Linked DNA regions of Oryctolagus cuniculus: region 2 is linked to region 1. Evidence: chromatin contacts called from public Micro-C data. All regions are on one chromosome and are shown on one strand. The core of a region is the stretch at or near the end of the contact, and the rest is flanking DNA. Distances in the headings are between cores, read along the strand shown.

What was found. A called contact is a pair of places that touch in the nucleus more often than the background predicts.
Region 2: a contact with region 1 is called in a Micro-C map of ear pinna, with 2.1 times the contacts expected there. The contact joins the enhancer-like site here to the promoter of WIPF1 in region 1. A contact is called at or near these places in 3 of 6 Hi-C or Micro-C datasets (ear pinna, psoas muscle and an unstated tissue).

What each region holds. Positions count from the first base shown.
Region 1 is chr3:66,470,860-66,478,301 of mOryCun1.1, reverse strand. It overlaps WIPF1 (WAS/WASL interacting protein family member 1), which reads right to left and starts at 4,287. Exons shown (of 8, transcript XM_008258766.4): 1 at 4,111-4,287.
Region 2 is chr3:66,516,514-66,523,955 of mOryCun1.1, reverse strand. All of the region lies in intron 1 of WIPF1 (WAS/WASL interacting protein family member 1), which reads right to left. Among named protein-coding and RNA genes, the nearest start is that of WIPF1, 46 kb to the right of the region's middle. Within about 2 kb of position 4,550, at least 1 of the 8 cell types and tissues checked has an H3K27ac peak or open chromatin away from gene starts, as enhancers often do. A contact at or near this core is called in ear pinna, where this site is marked.

The DNA of each region.
Region 1 (7,442 bases), core at 3,038-5,537:
CGGATCAGCGCGGTGCGCCGGCCGCAGTGGCCATTGGAGGGTGGACCAACGGAAAGGAAGACCTTTCTCTCTGTCTCTCTCTCTTACTGTCTAACTCTGCCTGTCAAAAAAAAAAAAAAAAGTTTGGGCCAGGTCACAGAAATCTTTGAAGAATCTCACTCACTTAAATTAATATAATTGGGAGATGAAAGAAAGACATTGAGTTACCCTGGGAACATGGCTTATTAGAAGAGAAAAACATATTCAGAGTAAGCTATGCTAAAATGTCACAAAGCAATGAGTTCTACAACATGACCCATGATTGTCAAAGCTACTAAGTAGCAAAAATTACAGGTAATTGTATCGCCTGCTTATTTTAGATTCTTCTGTTATGAATATTAACAAAGTACTGTTTCTGCCTTTTCAACAAGCATTTGCCACCAACCAGCAGATCCTACAATGCTGAGCAGGGTTCCTTGAGCCCCAGTCACAAGAAGTAGCAGTGGAACCCCCAGCCGGGAGCTTGGGTGCTGTACCTGCCATAAAGCCAGCTAGCCTCAAGAAGAGAGTCTCATCCACTGGTCACCTCCACAGGATGATGGCCACTGTGTCACTGCCATAGCGCGTTGATCTGATATTTCCTGGGGTCAACCAGCCAGGAAAATGATGTGCCTTATCTCTGCTTAACTACCCTTTATGTATAAAGATAACCTCACAGGATAGGGGATAGGCACCCCTTCTTCAGCAGACACCGCAGGCTGTCAGCCCCTCCAGTACTAAGATTCTTCTCAGTGAGATCTCTCCCTCGCAGGGCTGTTAAGAGAATACATGAGGGGCCGGCATTGTGGCAGCAGCTTAAGCCGCCGCCTACAACGCCAGGATCCCAAGTGGGCACCTGGTTGGAGTTCCTGCTGCTGCACTCTCAAGTCCAGCTCCCTGCTAAGGTGCCTGGGAAAGCAGCAGAAGATCGCCCAAGTGCCTGGGCCCCTGCTCCCCATGTGGGAAACCCGGATGAAGCTCCTAGCTTGGGCCTGGCCTATTCCCAGCCATTGTGGCATTTGGGCAGTGAACAGTGAATGGCATCTCGCTCTTTTCCTCTCCCTTGTTCTCTCCCCCTCCTTCTCCCTCTCTCTGTAACTCTGTATTTCAAATAAGTCTTTAAAAAACACACAGAATACTTGAGATGATTGATATGAAACACTAGCTAAGGGATTATTAGTATATGTTCTGTATTGTAGCATTATGACATGTTATGTATAAAAAGTAGTTCCTACATTTAGGCTATCTGCCCAAACGGTATCTTGTACATGCTATCACTGACAATAATAATAACACTAATGCTATACTAATAGCCCAAAGGTGCCAAGTAGCAGCAGTATCCATCTCCGCTGCGTGATGCATGCCCTTGACCTCATCCAACCCTCGGAGGCAGAGGCTGTTGCTCTGATTTTAAAGGTAAGGAAACAGGACTTAGAGCTCTTGTTGGGCCGGAAGCAAGGTCTGTTTGACTTCCTGGCCCATGCTCTCACCACCAGGAGATCTGCCCTCATGCCGCAGCACATCCACACCACCCAGGTCGGGGGCTTTCAAGGAAACAGAGGCCTGAGCCGCCCAAGGCTCCCAGAATCAAGCCCCAGTTAGCTTTCCGCAACTCCCCTGTACTGGTTAAAGCTTGTCATGTAGAACAGCACCACTCGACCACCAGAAGGTGTGAGGGGGTAGGGATGCTCTGGGGAACGTGGAGCTTTGCTATGGAAAAGCCTACAGGAGACGGTTCATCACCGGCCCTGACCGTAATAGCCACAGAATGAGGAACAGCTGCCGCGTGTCGGAGCTGGGCCACACCACCAGGCCAAGCGAGGAAGCCCCACGTCTGCACAGGGAGGCGAAGCCTGAACCGCGGAACACAACGTGAACCAGCCGATTAATCTTCCCAGACCAGGCACGGAGCAAACACTTAGTAAATATTTACTAAATGGACAGACGCACGAAAGACTGATTCTGCAGCTGGAAGTAATTCCACTCTTCTCAATTCCCTTTTCCATCTTACCCGTCACATTCCGTCTTGCATTCCTGTTGTCTGAACCACGCTCATCGCCAGCAGAAGGTGAGCACTCAGGGCCCCCCCCCCCCCCCCGGGTAAGCTGGGGCTCTCCATGTACCCCTAGCATACAGCATAGCTACAACCTCTAGCAGGGACCCTCAATGTTCAGGGAGCGTTTGGCCTGACTCCCATCCATGGGTCCTGGCTAGCACAAGGCACAAACAAGCCTACCGAGCCTTCAGGAACCACAGAGTAATTGCGGGCTGCTGGCAAACAGCAGCGGAGACCTCTGGTGGAAATCATTAGGAATCTGGTGGATCACATTAGAAGACCACAGCTCTGGGAGGTCGAACCCCAAGTATCAAACACTTCAAAAAATGGAGGTTACAGCAACAAAAGGCACTTTTGTTTCATTTTATTCTCCTAGTGTGTGTTGTGGAAGCTGCTTGTGTTCTTAAAATCACTACCAGTTGGGAACACCTGGATACACCAGGCAGCATGCACAGCCAATACTGAATGAACACTGTCCACAACGGGGCTCCCTTCAGCTCATCACCACTCTGGGTCTTGGTGCGGTGTGGACCACACTGCTTTTGCTCTCCCACACCTCATTATCCATTCCACTTGACCCTCACAGGCTGTGAGGGAGGAACAGCAAAGGTTAGGATCCCACCACGGATCCAGCTGCAGGACACACCCAATGGCACCAGAAAGAGCTCAGCACGCGGGAGACACTTAATTTGTGAAAAGGCACGGAAGTGAGGTCATTCTAAATCCCCCCAGTCTTAACTTGCCTACCTATCTCTTTGCTCTACGTCACACGACCTTACAGTGTGTCCAGGAGCCCAAGCCACAGCGCGGGTCGAGAGGGTGTGGTTGATCAGTTTCAATTACACCTGCAGAATGGAGCGTGCAGCTTGCGCTCGCTCGCGGCTCCTAGTCGGAGCTGCGGATTTGCAGAGCACCTCCAGGGCCCTGAGGAAGTAAACGTGTGGGGGGGGGGGGCGGGGGGCAGGGAGAAGGCAGGGTGGTGAGCACTGCAGGGTGGGGAAAGACGAGCTGACAACTGGAGCGGGCTTTCTCGCTCCGGAAAGGCAGAAGGCGATTTACAACGTGAAGCTGAAAATGTCTCGGGGCTGCTTTTTAAGTTACACCAAAGGGAGTTTTTGAGGCGGAACAAAATATTTAGTGACTCAAAATGAAGCTACAGTTTTGTTCTGAAATCACTTTGGGAAACTGGCAAAGAAAACCCAGCCAAGGATGGGAATACGCTCCACCCGCCTGGGGTATGAGGGTTAGCGGTGCGGCAAAGGGGGGTTCAGGGAGGCTCCAAGGGGGCCGGGCTGGCGAGGGCGACCCTGGGCGCTTGGGGAGTCCGGGGCACCGGGGCGCGTTCCAGCGGGACGGCGCGGACCCCGCCCGGCCCAGATCCTCACAGACACGCCCTTTGTTAATCTCGGTCCAAAGTCGAACCACCAGTTGAGGCTCTGGATCAGCTGGTTCCCCTCACACACTGGCAACTTGCTTCAAGCAGAAAAGTGTGAGAAAAAGGAAGGGAAGCCGTCCGGGGAGTTTCGAGAGGCCCCGGGAGACGCGCGCTGGCGGGGACCGGCGGTGCCTCTCCTGGCGTGCGCCGCCCTGCGGGGAGGTTGGCGGGGAAGCGGCGCGCCTGCTGCAGCAGCGAGGATGGCCGCGGCCCGGGGGATGCCCGAAAGACCCTCTCTGCCCGCGCGTGGGGGACGCAGATGCGATCCCCGCGAGGTGGACTGCGGCGGCAGCAGGTCCCTAACTCCAGGGGCTGGCCCTGGGTCCGCGGAGCCCGGTGGCGCGCCCAGCCCCGGAGCGCCGGCGTCCCGCGCTGCGCCCGTCCGCGGCCCCTTCCTCCCAGGGACGCCGGTCCCGCCCTGAATCGCGCTCCTCCGGGGCCCCGCGCCCGCACCCACGGCCCGCAGGGGACCGGGCTCGACGTCGCCGGCGGCCCCACCCGCGGCTCCCGTGTGCCAAGAGGTGCCTCCGAGCCCCGCCGTCGAGCCCCGGCCTCGCGGCGTCCCCCGACACGCCAGGTCTCGTCCCCGCGCGTCCCTTACCGCGCAGCGGCTCCGGGCGGCTCCAGGGCCCCGTGGCGCGCCGGGCATTTTTTCTGGGAAACTTCTCCCTGGGTCCGGGCGGGCAGGAAAAGCGCTCGGCGCCGGGAGGCCGCGACCATCCGGGAACTTGGCCGGGATGTAAGCCCTCCCCCTCGGCTCGCGTCCCCCGCCGCGGCCCCGCCGCCGGCCCTGCGCCCGCCCCCGCGCGCCGCGCCCTCCCCTCGGGCTGCGAGTTCGCGTGCTCCCGGCTGCTCCCCGAGGAGCGGGACCTGGAGGGGGCGTCCCGCTTCCCCTGCTAGGGGAAAGCCTCTGCCTCCTGTTCTCCAAGAACAGATGCCTTAAATCCAAGTTCATTTTGCAGACGGAGCGCAGCTCGCAGAGGCCCTGCCTGCATCCGCTGTCGCCGGGAGAGGCGTGGGGGACGTGCGCGCGCTGCCCGTGGGGATGCGGTGCTAGTCCGCTGCCCACGGCCTCGGAGGAGACGGGTGCGCAGCAACGGGGCTCCCGAGTCCAGCTGGGAGACCCCGGCCCACGGTGCAGGCCGACGCCCCCAGGGCCAGCTGTACGGACCTCCGGGCATTTGAAAATGAGGACAAGTAGCTCTGGTGGGTGTCGTAACCACTGAGCCGTACTGCTCGCACCCCAAGGCCCCGTGTCCTGTGAGTGCAGGCGGGGAGGCCGGAATGGAGGTGCTGCGGAACCAAGGCCCTAGGATCTCTCTGCTCCTGCACCATTCGCTGGTGCAGGCTTGTGCTGTGACATGCTAGTCACGGGTAACTCTTCTGTTACCGTTGGAGACTTTCTGTCCCTAAGTAAATCCATTTGTATATATTTGCTTTAAATTTTTAATTAAAAATTTTTATAAGATTTATTTATTGGGGCCGACTTTGTGGCGAGTACCCAGTATCCCATATGGGTGCGGGTTCTGATCCTGCTCCCTGATGGTGTCCTGGGAAAAACAATGGAGGATGGCCCAAGTGCTCAGCCCCTGCACCCACGTGGAAGACCCAGGTGGAGCTCCTGCATGCCGTTGAAGCCATCTGGGGATTGAACCAGCAGATGGAAGATATCTTTCTCCGTCTCTGTGTTACCTCTGACTTTCAAAGTAAATAAATCTTTTTAAAATTTATTTATTTGAAAGAGAGAGCAACAAAGAGACAGATCTTCCATTTGCGGGTTCACTCCCCCAAAGAGCAGCTACAACCAGGGCTGGGTCACTGGAAGCTAATGTAGGGTCTCCCTTGTGGCTGTGGGGGCCCAAGAACTCAGGACAACTTCCACTGCTTTCCCTGGGCGCATTAGCAAGAAGCTGCTGGAAGTGGAACAATTGAGACCAGAACCTATGCTCATATAGGATGGGGCATTATAGGCAGCAGCTTAACCCCACCGGGCCCCAAGCTGGCCCTTACCTCATTCTTTTTTTTTGACAGGCAGAGTGGACAGTGAGAGAGAGAGAGACAGAGAGAGAAAGGTCTTCCTTTGCCGTTGGTTCACCCTCCAACGGCCGCCGCCAGCGCGCTGCGGCCAGCGCACCGTGCTGATCCGATGGCAGGAGCCAGGTACTTATCCTGGTCTCCCATGGGGTGCAGGGCCCAAGCACCTGGGCCATCCTCCACTGCACTCCCTGGCCACAGCAGAGAGCTGGCCTGGAAGAGGGGCAACTGGGACAGAATCCGGCGCCCCGACCGGGACTAGAACCTGGTGTGCTGGCGCCGCAAGGCGGAGGATTAGCCTAGTGAGCCGCGGCGCTCCCCCTCTTTGCGGAGGAACGACACTAAGCCCTGCCTAGGTTTCCTATCCGAGTCACGGCACCATTATGTCGCTCCCCCTCTTCGTGGAGGAACGACACAGGACCCTGCGCTGTTCTTTCGTCTGCTCGGCCCTTCCCGGGTTTGCTGCTGGTTCTTCCCGGGTTGGCTACTATCCCTTCCACCTCCGTGGAAGGGCGGTTCCCCCTGGCCACTTTCCCCACTTCCGCAGGGGAGCGGCACACCGCCGGCCGGCTCTCTCGGGGGCTGCTCAGGTGTTCCCCTTAGATGTTCCCGTTAGATGTTCCTGGTGCATGCCGTCTCTCTCCTCCTTTATAGTCCTCCTCCGCCAATCCGTGCTCAGCTGCCCACACGCCGAGTACGCTGCTCTCCTCCAATCAGGAGCAGCTCCTGCTGTTTATTGGCTGAACTGGAGGCAGCTGTGTAGAAGCTGTTTTCTCCTCTCCCAGCGCCATATTGTGGGAGAGCAGATGCATAGAATAAGTCTTAATTCCAGTAACTCAGTCCAGTCCGGGTTGCTCCCCACAAGCCGGGCGCCAGCCCCTTACCTCATTCTTTTATTTTAAGAATTTCTAGTCTTTTGCTGTACATCGTATCATAGTTCAACCAAAATCCTTTGTTACTGGACATTTATGTTACTTTTAGTTATTCACCTCTTAAAAATATACAATAAACATGCTCTTAAATGCCCATGTATCTATATCTTAACTAATAAAAGTTAGTATTCTAACTTACAGCAGTAACATCTAGTTAAGTAGGAGTACAAGATGGAAGGGCTTATATATTTTGAGAGGTACTGCCAACTGCTCTCCAGAATGTTAGTGACAATTTACTTACAATGGCGTTGTATAGGACCTGAAATACCTCGTAAACAAAGCCTCTTCATCATTTCTTTTATCAGGAAGCTGCATGGGCAATGGTGAAGTATTTGGGCTCTTGATTAGGTTGTCTCTTGAATTTCTTGGCTCTTGGATTTCCAGACACTGTGACCTGGAGCAGGTAGCTAAGCCTTGGTTTCTGTATCTTTAAAATGAAGATAATCCCCTTGTATTAGTTGTCTATTGCCATGCAAAAAATTACCCTCAAAATTCAGTGGTTCAAAACAGTACAGGTTCCTTATCTCGTGATTTCGGTGGGCTCAGGCTCTGGGAATAGCTTAGCTGGGTGGTTCTGGCTCACGGCCTCTCCTAGGACTGCAGTCTTCTCAAGGCGTGATAGAGGAGGCTCTCTTTCAGGGTCACTCAGTGGCTGTTGGCTGGAGACCTCGGGGCCTTGCCATGACTCAACGGGGCAGCCCACAGCGTGGCACCTGTTCTTCCTTGGAGTGGGCAAGAGGGGTACCATAGATGGCAGCTTCAGTCTTCTACTGACCTTGAAAGTGACATCTTGTCACTGTGCTGTGTTCTGCGCCTTGGATGCAAGTCACTCAATCCAGCCCACGTGTGGGGTGAGGGTGTTAAGCAGAATGTGTGTGTCAGTAGGCACAGGTTGCTGGGGTCCTCTTACTGACTTCCCACCACGCTCCTCCTGATCAGGGTGCAGGGCTGCCCTGAGTTAATGTAT
Region 2 (7,442 bases), core at 3,301-5,800, 45 kb before region 1:
AGAATTTCCCCCTATTATACCACACACACACACACACACACACACACACACATTCATATCTTGTATCCTACTGTGACAAAAGGCTGTTTTTAAGCCATACTAGGAATACAAAATAATACAGAGTTAATTTGAAATACGACGTATTAAAATTTAGGCATGACCACAGGAAGAAAAAAGCTGAATTCATGCCAGAAAATACCAGAATAAGCACTCTGGTGAATATGTCACTGGAATCAAGCAGCAAGCTCTCATATGCACTGAGAATTTACAGTGTGGGCAGTATATGGCTGGCATGCACCATGCAGGCATGGGCTGTCACACACGCTAGGCAGTTACACTGTGTCAGACTTCCACTTTGACAACGCATCTATTCCCAGTTTATTCTTTCCCAGGAAAAGCTTTCTCTGCCCTTTCATAAACCGTTCTTGTCATTTTCATAACAAACGTAGCCATTCTTGTCATTTTCTGGTGCCATTTCTTGGCAGAGAGGAAGCAATGGAGGATTTTTTCTTTTTAACAGCACTAACCTTCTGACTAACGAAGAAATGGAGGGAAATTGAAATAGCAGAGGGAGAGACGGATGAGGCACACGGGCAATCCCTTCCCTGGCAGTGGGATGGGTGTCCATCTCAGTTAGAAGACAGCGCCTCCTACGAGTCACCACCCAGGCGGCGCCAAGCTGCCGCGTCTCCCCCACCACGGCACTCTGGGGTTATCCTCCAGGTGGTCTGTTTGGAGGGAGGATGGGATGCAAAGGCATATTCCTGGGTGAATCTCAGAAGCTAAACACAGAATTGCCTTATGATGATGCAGCAATCCCGCTTCTAGGTTATAGGCAAAAAACAGTGCAGGGTCCCAAAGAGAGATTCGCGCTTTCATGATCACAGCAGCATCATTCACAACAGCCAAAAGAGGGAGGCAGCCCAAACAGCAGATGAATGGACAAAGGAATTATGACATATACCTACAACAAAATGGTATTTAGCCTTCAAAAGAAATAAAATTCTGACATGCTACCACGTGATAGATGCGAAAGCTGTTAAGTGAAATAAAGCAGTCACATGATTCCACATGTATGCGTATGAGCGACCTAGAGCAGTCACGCTCCTAGTAACAGAAGGTAGAATGATGGTTGCCAGGGCCTGGTGGGAGAGGGGCCACAGGGAGCTATTTAGTGGCTGTCAAGTTTCAGTTAGGATGAAAAGGTTCTGGAGATTGGCTGAACAACAACGTAAATACACTTAACAGTACTAAACCATACACTTCACAGTTAGGACGGCACAGTGTACGTTATGTGTGTTTTATTGAAACCCAGCCCTCTGCATCCCAGCATCCTCCTGTGTCACCGTGGTAACAGTGCCCAGGAACTTCTCCCCAGAGGGTTGGGCCTCTGGATTTGCTCCGGCAACTCACAATGTGACCAAAGATGAATGAATTCTATCCTGTAAAGGCTGCCCTCCTCAGAGTTTTCTTTCTTATTTTCTTGTCGTTACTAACACGAGTGTTTGGTGTGTATCCATCCACAGCTGTGCATGCTTACTTGAAGCGTGACTCGAGCTAGCCGGGACTCAAGAGGAGAGGCCTGTATCAGGGCACTGCGGGAGCTCCACAGAAAATGGGAGGAAAAGACATTTATTTTGATGCAAAAATTCCTGAAATCCACACACACGAAAGCTCTTCAAAAAGTTCATGAAAAACACATATATGAAAAAACTGCATGTGCTTAAAAATCATTTGCACTAAAATAATACGTTTTCATGCCATTGTCCATGACCTTTTTGAAGTGCCCTGGCAGGTGAGGGTGTGGAGAAGAGGGAGCTGTGCAGTCAGCCCTGTTCTTACTTCGAGAATTCAGTAATGTGTCCATAATGTTCTTCCCCGCGAATGTCACCATTTTCTCACTGGGCTAAATAAAGGTGACTACTGGTCTCTTTCCACTCTGACCTTTGAACTGAACTCGGTGTTCAGCCCCGCGGTAACTCCTGCCTAAAATGCACACTCGAGACTCACGGCCCCGGTGCTCTCCACCTGCCACCGGGATGCTCCAGCTCCTCGCAGGCCTCAGCCCCAGCCCCAGCCCCGAGGCGCCGCCTAACAGGGGTGCTCCAGCACCCTCTGCCTGCATCGCAAACACGAAGGTATGCAGCGGAAGCCGAAAGGCGGAGGAGGGGCTAAGAAACGGCCAGGGAGACCCAGATGCCCCCGAAGGAGTGGGCGCCCCTTGTGGACCGATGCATTTGCAAGGGCGAACTCAGGCCCGTCTGGCGAGCACTGGAACCAAAAGCCCCTTTCCAGTGTGTGCAGCAGGTTAGCACGACACCACACTCCCCTATCAGCAAGGCTCGAAGTGAAAGAGCAAAGCAAAACGGAGGTGTGCAGCCAGTGCTGAGCTGGGAGCCTAGTGCTGGTGCTCACCGGACGGCGTCAGGCGCATCCCACTGTGGCGCCCACCCCAGGGTCTCCTCCAGGTGCTTGCATAAAGGGCTCCAGTCCACAATAAAGTCCAATCCCCACCGCGGGCCCCCATCAGAGCTGGGGGAGGGGGGCTCTGCAGCGGCCAGGCTGAGGCTCCTCCCCGAGTCTGCCTGCTTCCTCTCCATTTTCTTGCATAACACGGTAGCAAAAAATGAAAAATATGTGGCAATCTGAGGACATCATCAACAACAATTTTTCTTTCATCACGGGATATAAACAACGCACGACGCCGTGACGCCCTCCTCCTGGAGCACCCTCTGGGCTGGAATGAAGACGCGGATGGAACCGGAAGCCCGGCTGCTGCCCAGCCCGCCCGACTGCGTTCACGCAGAGCCGCATCTAACATGTGTTCCAAAACATCCAAAAAAAGCCCAGCAACCTGTCTGGCTGGCCTGTCCTAGAGCTTACCGACAGTTCAAGGACCCAACAATTACCTTCCCTAACTCAGATTAGAGGCATTTCCGTGTTCCAGATACACAGCTCATGGAAGCAGGATGAAAAACTAAGTTTATTTTGGTGCACTTTTTAGAAATCTCTATGTGCAGTTTTCCATAACATGCATTTGTCCATGAACTTTTTGAAGACCCCCTCTTATGCACAGATCTCAAAATGTTTTGCACCAGAATAAACTTCCCCTTTCAGTCCATCTTGAAGCACTCTTGTGAGGCTGAGAACCCCAGGGGCCACCGTGTAAGGGCCTTTTATTGACTTCTTGGAAACTGTCCCTCACTGGCCACAGGATGGATCATCTCGGGCCTTTCAGATGTTTTTGGGTTCCTGTTTTCCAACTCTCCAGCCACACGTCTGGCTCTTCAGTACACCCTCCAATCTTCCCTTCCACAGAAGCTCAGGGCAGAGAAGAGAGCTCTAGGAACAGCTCAGCCTCATGGCCTCTGCAGGCTCTGCTGTGCTGCAGCTCCCCGCTGCTCTGGCTTCTTAAACTCTTATGCAGGCAAAGACTTCCTCATCTCAAGTTCAAGCTGCCCAACCCCTTCCTCTCTGCTGCCGTTTATGTCAGTAAAGAGAAGGAAAGGGGGGAAAAAGAGGGCAGAAATAAAAAAACAAACTCAAGAATTAATAAAGACCTGACAAATCATTTTAATATGATATACAAGGCAAAACAAACGAGTTTTGTGAGATGGAAAGTCCACTGAACACAGCCACCTTCTGCCCACAGCCTTGCGGCCCATGTTTTTATGCGCAGCATTTCTGCATTTTCTGATGCCGCTGAACACCCCACATACATCTGCAAACACAAGCTGATCTATCCCATTTCAGATTTATGCTAATCAGCAACAACGAGGGGAGGCTTCGCTGAACTCCATAAAATAAGTTATTTCATGAACATCTGAAGTTTTGTGTATTTAAAAGGCACCGAAGTTTTAAACAAGGAAGCAAGAGCTTCTGAGAATTTCATTTTCACCATAATGGCTCAATGTTTGTTCCTCTAACAACGTGCGGTTAGCAGCTATGCACTGGTCCATACACACAAACCCAGAGCAATTTCTTCCCATTAGAGAAACAGTTAAAGACATGTCAAGAAAAGAGAATCGGTTAGGTATTTTAGGGTGACTACAAAAGGTTTCCTGGAGAAAAAAATAAGCACTGACCTGAGTTGTTTTAGTCCGCTGAAAAAGAGGAGTTCTCAAGTTCCCCTGCTGTCTTCTAGTCAGTTTCCTGTAACTGCTGCACGTGACATCACACTTCCTCACTGCACCTTCTTCCACTGCCTCTCAGCCTGGTCACAGGCATGTGATAAGATCGGCTCGCTGCTCGCTCCACATGGGGTAACCCCATGGTTACAGCAATGACCGTCTCTGTGGGGGTCCCCCAGCTTGTCCAGGGTGCTCCCTGGGCGCAGGTAAAGAAACAGGCCAGGGGGAGTAAGGGCTGGGCCCCCAGCATCTCTTGACTCCACAGGGAGGGAGGGATGGCAGGGACAGTCTTCAGCCCCAGGCCCCTCATGCTGGGGTTGCGGGGTGCCGCTGAGCAGGGGCAGCACCCTGTGGTGAAGCCTGGAGCCTGGGTGCTCTCCGGCCAACCCCCAAGAGCTGCTGAGGAGGGGCCCTGGTGGGTGTGGCCTCCAGGATGTCCCCACACTCTTTTCTAGGGGAGCACCACATTGAAGAAGCACACCCAGGTCTCGGTCAGGGTTCTGGATCCTACTGCTGTCTTAGCCACTCAACCTGAATTTCCTGGCCAGTCTCAAGTTGGCACGGCGTCTATTTAGTCCTGCTGTCAGGCAGTGTGCACTCAGCCTTGATTCAGAAAACAAAGCCGCATCCCAGCTGAACAACTGACAAATGCTTCCCGCACCTCCCCCCCCCCCAAACCACCAGCCTCCAAAATACACCAATTCTTGGTTTCCCCTGCAAGCACTGGCATTGTCTTTCTGGGGGCAGGAGGGGCGGGGATGAGCCCTGGGCAAGGGGGGCTCCAAGGATGACCCCGAAACAGCCCCCTGGAGAATGCCCAGATTTGCCTCTCTCTGCCCTGGACAGGGGAGACCAGGAGGCACCTGGGGCAGGGTCAAGGCAAGAGCCTGAGGCGCCATTTCTAGCTTTCTGGTTGCTGTCTTCCTCTTTCCAGTGCCCGCAGCGCTCAGAAAGGTCCAGGCAGACCGTAATTTGTGGATGTAGGAAGTGGTGAGTGGGAGTAAAACCATGTCCTGGACTGAGGGAATGTCCCACAGGGCGGCCGGCATGACTCGGCGCACAAACCCCAGAGCTGTTTCTGTGTGGCTGCTCTGACAGCACTCTCTTTAAAAACCGCTTTCCAAGGGATTTGGTTGTGTCTTTGAGAAAGGTAACTGTAGGCAAGACCCACGTCTTGAAGCTATTACCCTGCAATTCCCCAGGGAAGTTTTCCGTAGGGGACGCCCCACGGAAGAAAAGCAGCCCCAGGAGCCAGGGTCGGGGACCCACCGCTGACTGCACCGCTGGCTCTGAAAACACCCAGAACTGTCACCACCCTGCCAGTGATGGCAGGCTTTCTGATGGAGCCGCACTTTTAGGTTAGCCGGTGAGGCCAGGACGCCTGTCCACGCTACAGACACGGCAAAGCTGCCATCTTGGAGTCAGAAATCACAAAGAACTTGGGAAAAAACAAAATACTACACAGATGAAAAATAATAATGATTCCATTTGAAGGTATCTGGAAGTGTCCCACTCTGGGTTAAACTGCCAGTTCCATTTTTCAACAAAGATTATGTATGTTCTGCTTAAGCTGTGCTCTCATGGGCATTTTTAAAAGTCTGAACAAACAGTTTATCATTTCTCTTTAAAAATCCCTAACAGGCCTTCTCTCTGTGAATTTTTCCTTCTGCCTAGACACATACACATTTTTAACAGACTATGTTTTTCATGACAGCTGTAGATTCTCAGAAAAAATGAACGGACGGTAGGGAGAGTTCTCATACCTCCTACGCTCAGTCTCTAGACATTAACATATTAGGATCAGGATGAAATATAAATTATAATTAATAAACCAACAGGGATGCACCATTAAGTAAAGCCCGTGGTTTACTCAACTTCCTGAGTTCGCATCTGATGTCCTTTTCCTGTTCCACATGACATTCAGTCACCACGCTCCTCAGGCTAACCCTGGCTGTGTCAGCTCCTCAGACTTTCCTGGTTTCCCATGACCCTTGCAGCTTCGAGGTGCATCGTGCAGGGACTGTGCAGAACGTGCCACGCCTGGGATGTGTCTCACGGTGAGACTGGGATGAAGGAGCATTTGGAGGGGCACCACACACAGGTAAGGCACCATTTTACTCTGATCACGTGCACACACATCAAAAAACGAGACTTAGTACTGTCTGCGCTGGCCTTGACGGCCTGGCTGCGGTAGTGTCCGTCAGGTCTCTCCACCCTGAAGGTGTCCCCCACCTCCCCACCTGCCCATGCAGTGGCTGTGGAAGGAAGTCCTGGGGGATGCAGCACCTGTGAACTACTTGGAATCCCTCTGCATGGGCAATCTATCTCCTCTCCACATTTATGAAATCATTCATTCATCTGACTGTATCACTACAGCCTCATGGATATTTATTTGATACTCTTGGCTATAACTCTACTTCTTTTCTTGCTCAAATTGTTTCAGCTATGGCTACTCGGAACTCCTTCCATTGGAGCCTGTGTTCCTTTGACATATCTCTATCAATGTTTTTAAAAATAAAGTTCTATTTATTTAATCTGAAAGGCAGGGTGACACACACATACACATATACAAATGTATCTTTCACATATACACAAACACACACACACACACAGATATATCTTTCATCTGCTGTTTCACTCCCCTAAAGCCCACAATAGCCAAGGTTAGACCAGGCCAAAGCCAGGAGCCCAGGACTCCATCTTGACCTCTCATGTGGGTAGCAGGGCCCCAAGCACTTGGGTCCTCTTCCACTGCTTTCCCAGGCACATGAGCTGACAGCTGAATCCAAAACAGAGCAGCTGGAAACTGAACTGGTGTTCACATGGGGTACCAGCGTCATAGGCAGCAGCTTAACCCACTGCGTCACAATGCTCGCCTTGTTAATATGTCTTTTTCCCCTTCCTAACCTGTCTTTAATTTAATGGTGCACCTTACAAGTTTGATAGCATCTTGGGAATGGTGGAAGTAGATCAATTAATCCATTTTTTCAACCAGTAGACATCTTTCTTCACCAATTTTCCCCCCTACTGAACCAACATTTTTGTTGAAGTGGTACGACGTGTAGCATCTATAGGCTTTGCTTTAAAATCTCAAGATTTTTACCTACTCCTAGACAAACTGTAACTTTGCTGCAACCACAGATTCTCAGCAAGCCCTAATACAGATGCACAAAGGGAAATGTTAAGTTGTTTGCTGGGCTTACTACCCGAGTCCTTTTGTATTTGCTGCATCGCTTTCCCAAGATGTCAGGAGTCCCGTGTGGTGCCAGGGGAGCCGATGCCGAAGCTGGAGCAGGGCCAGGCGGAGCAGCT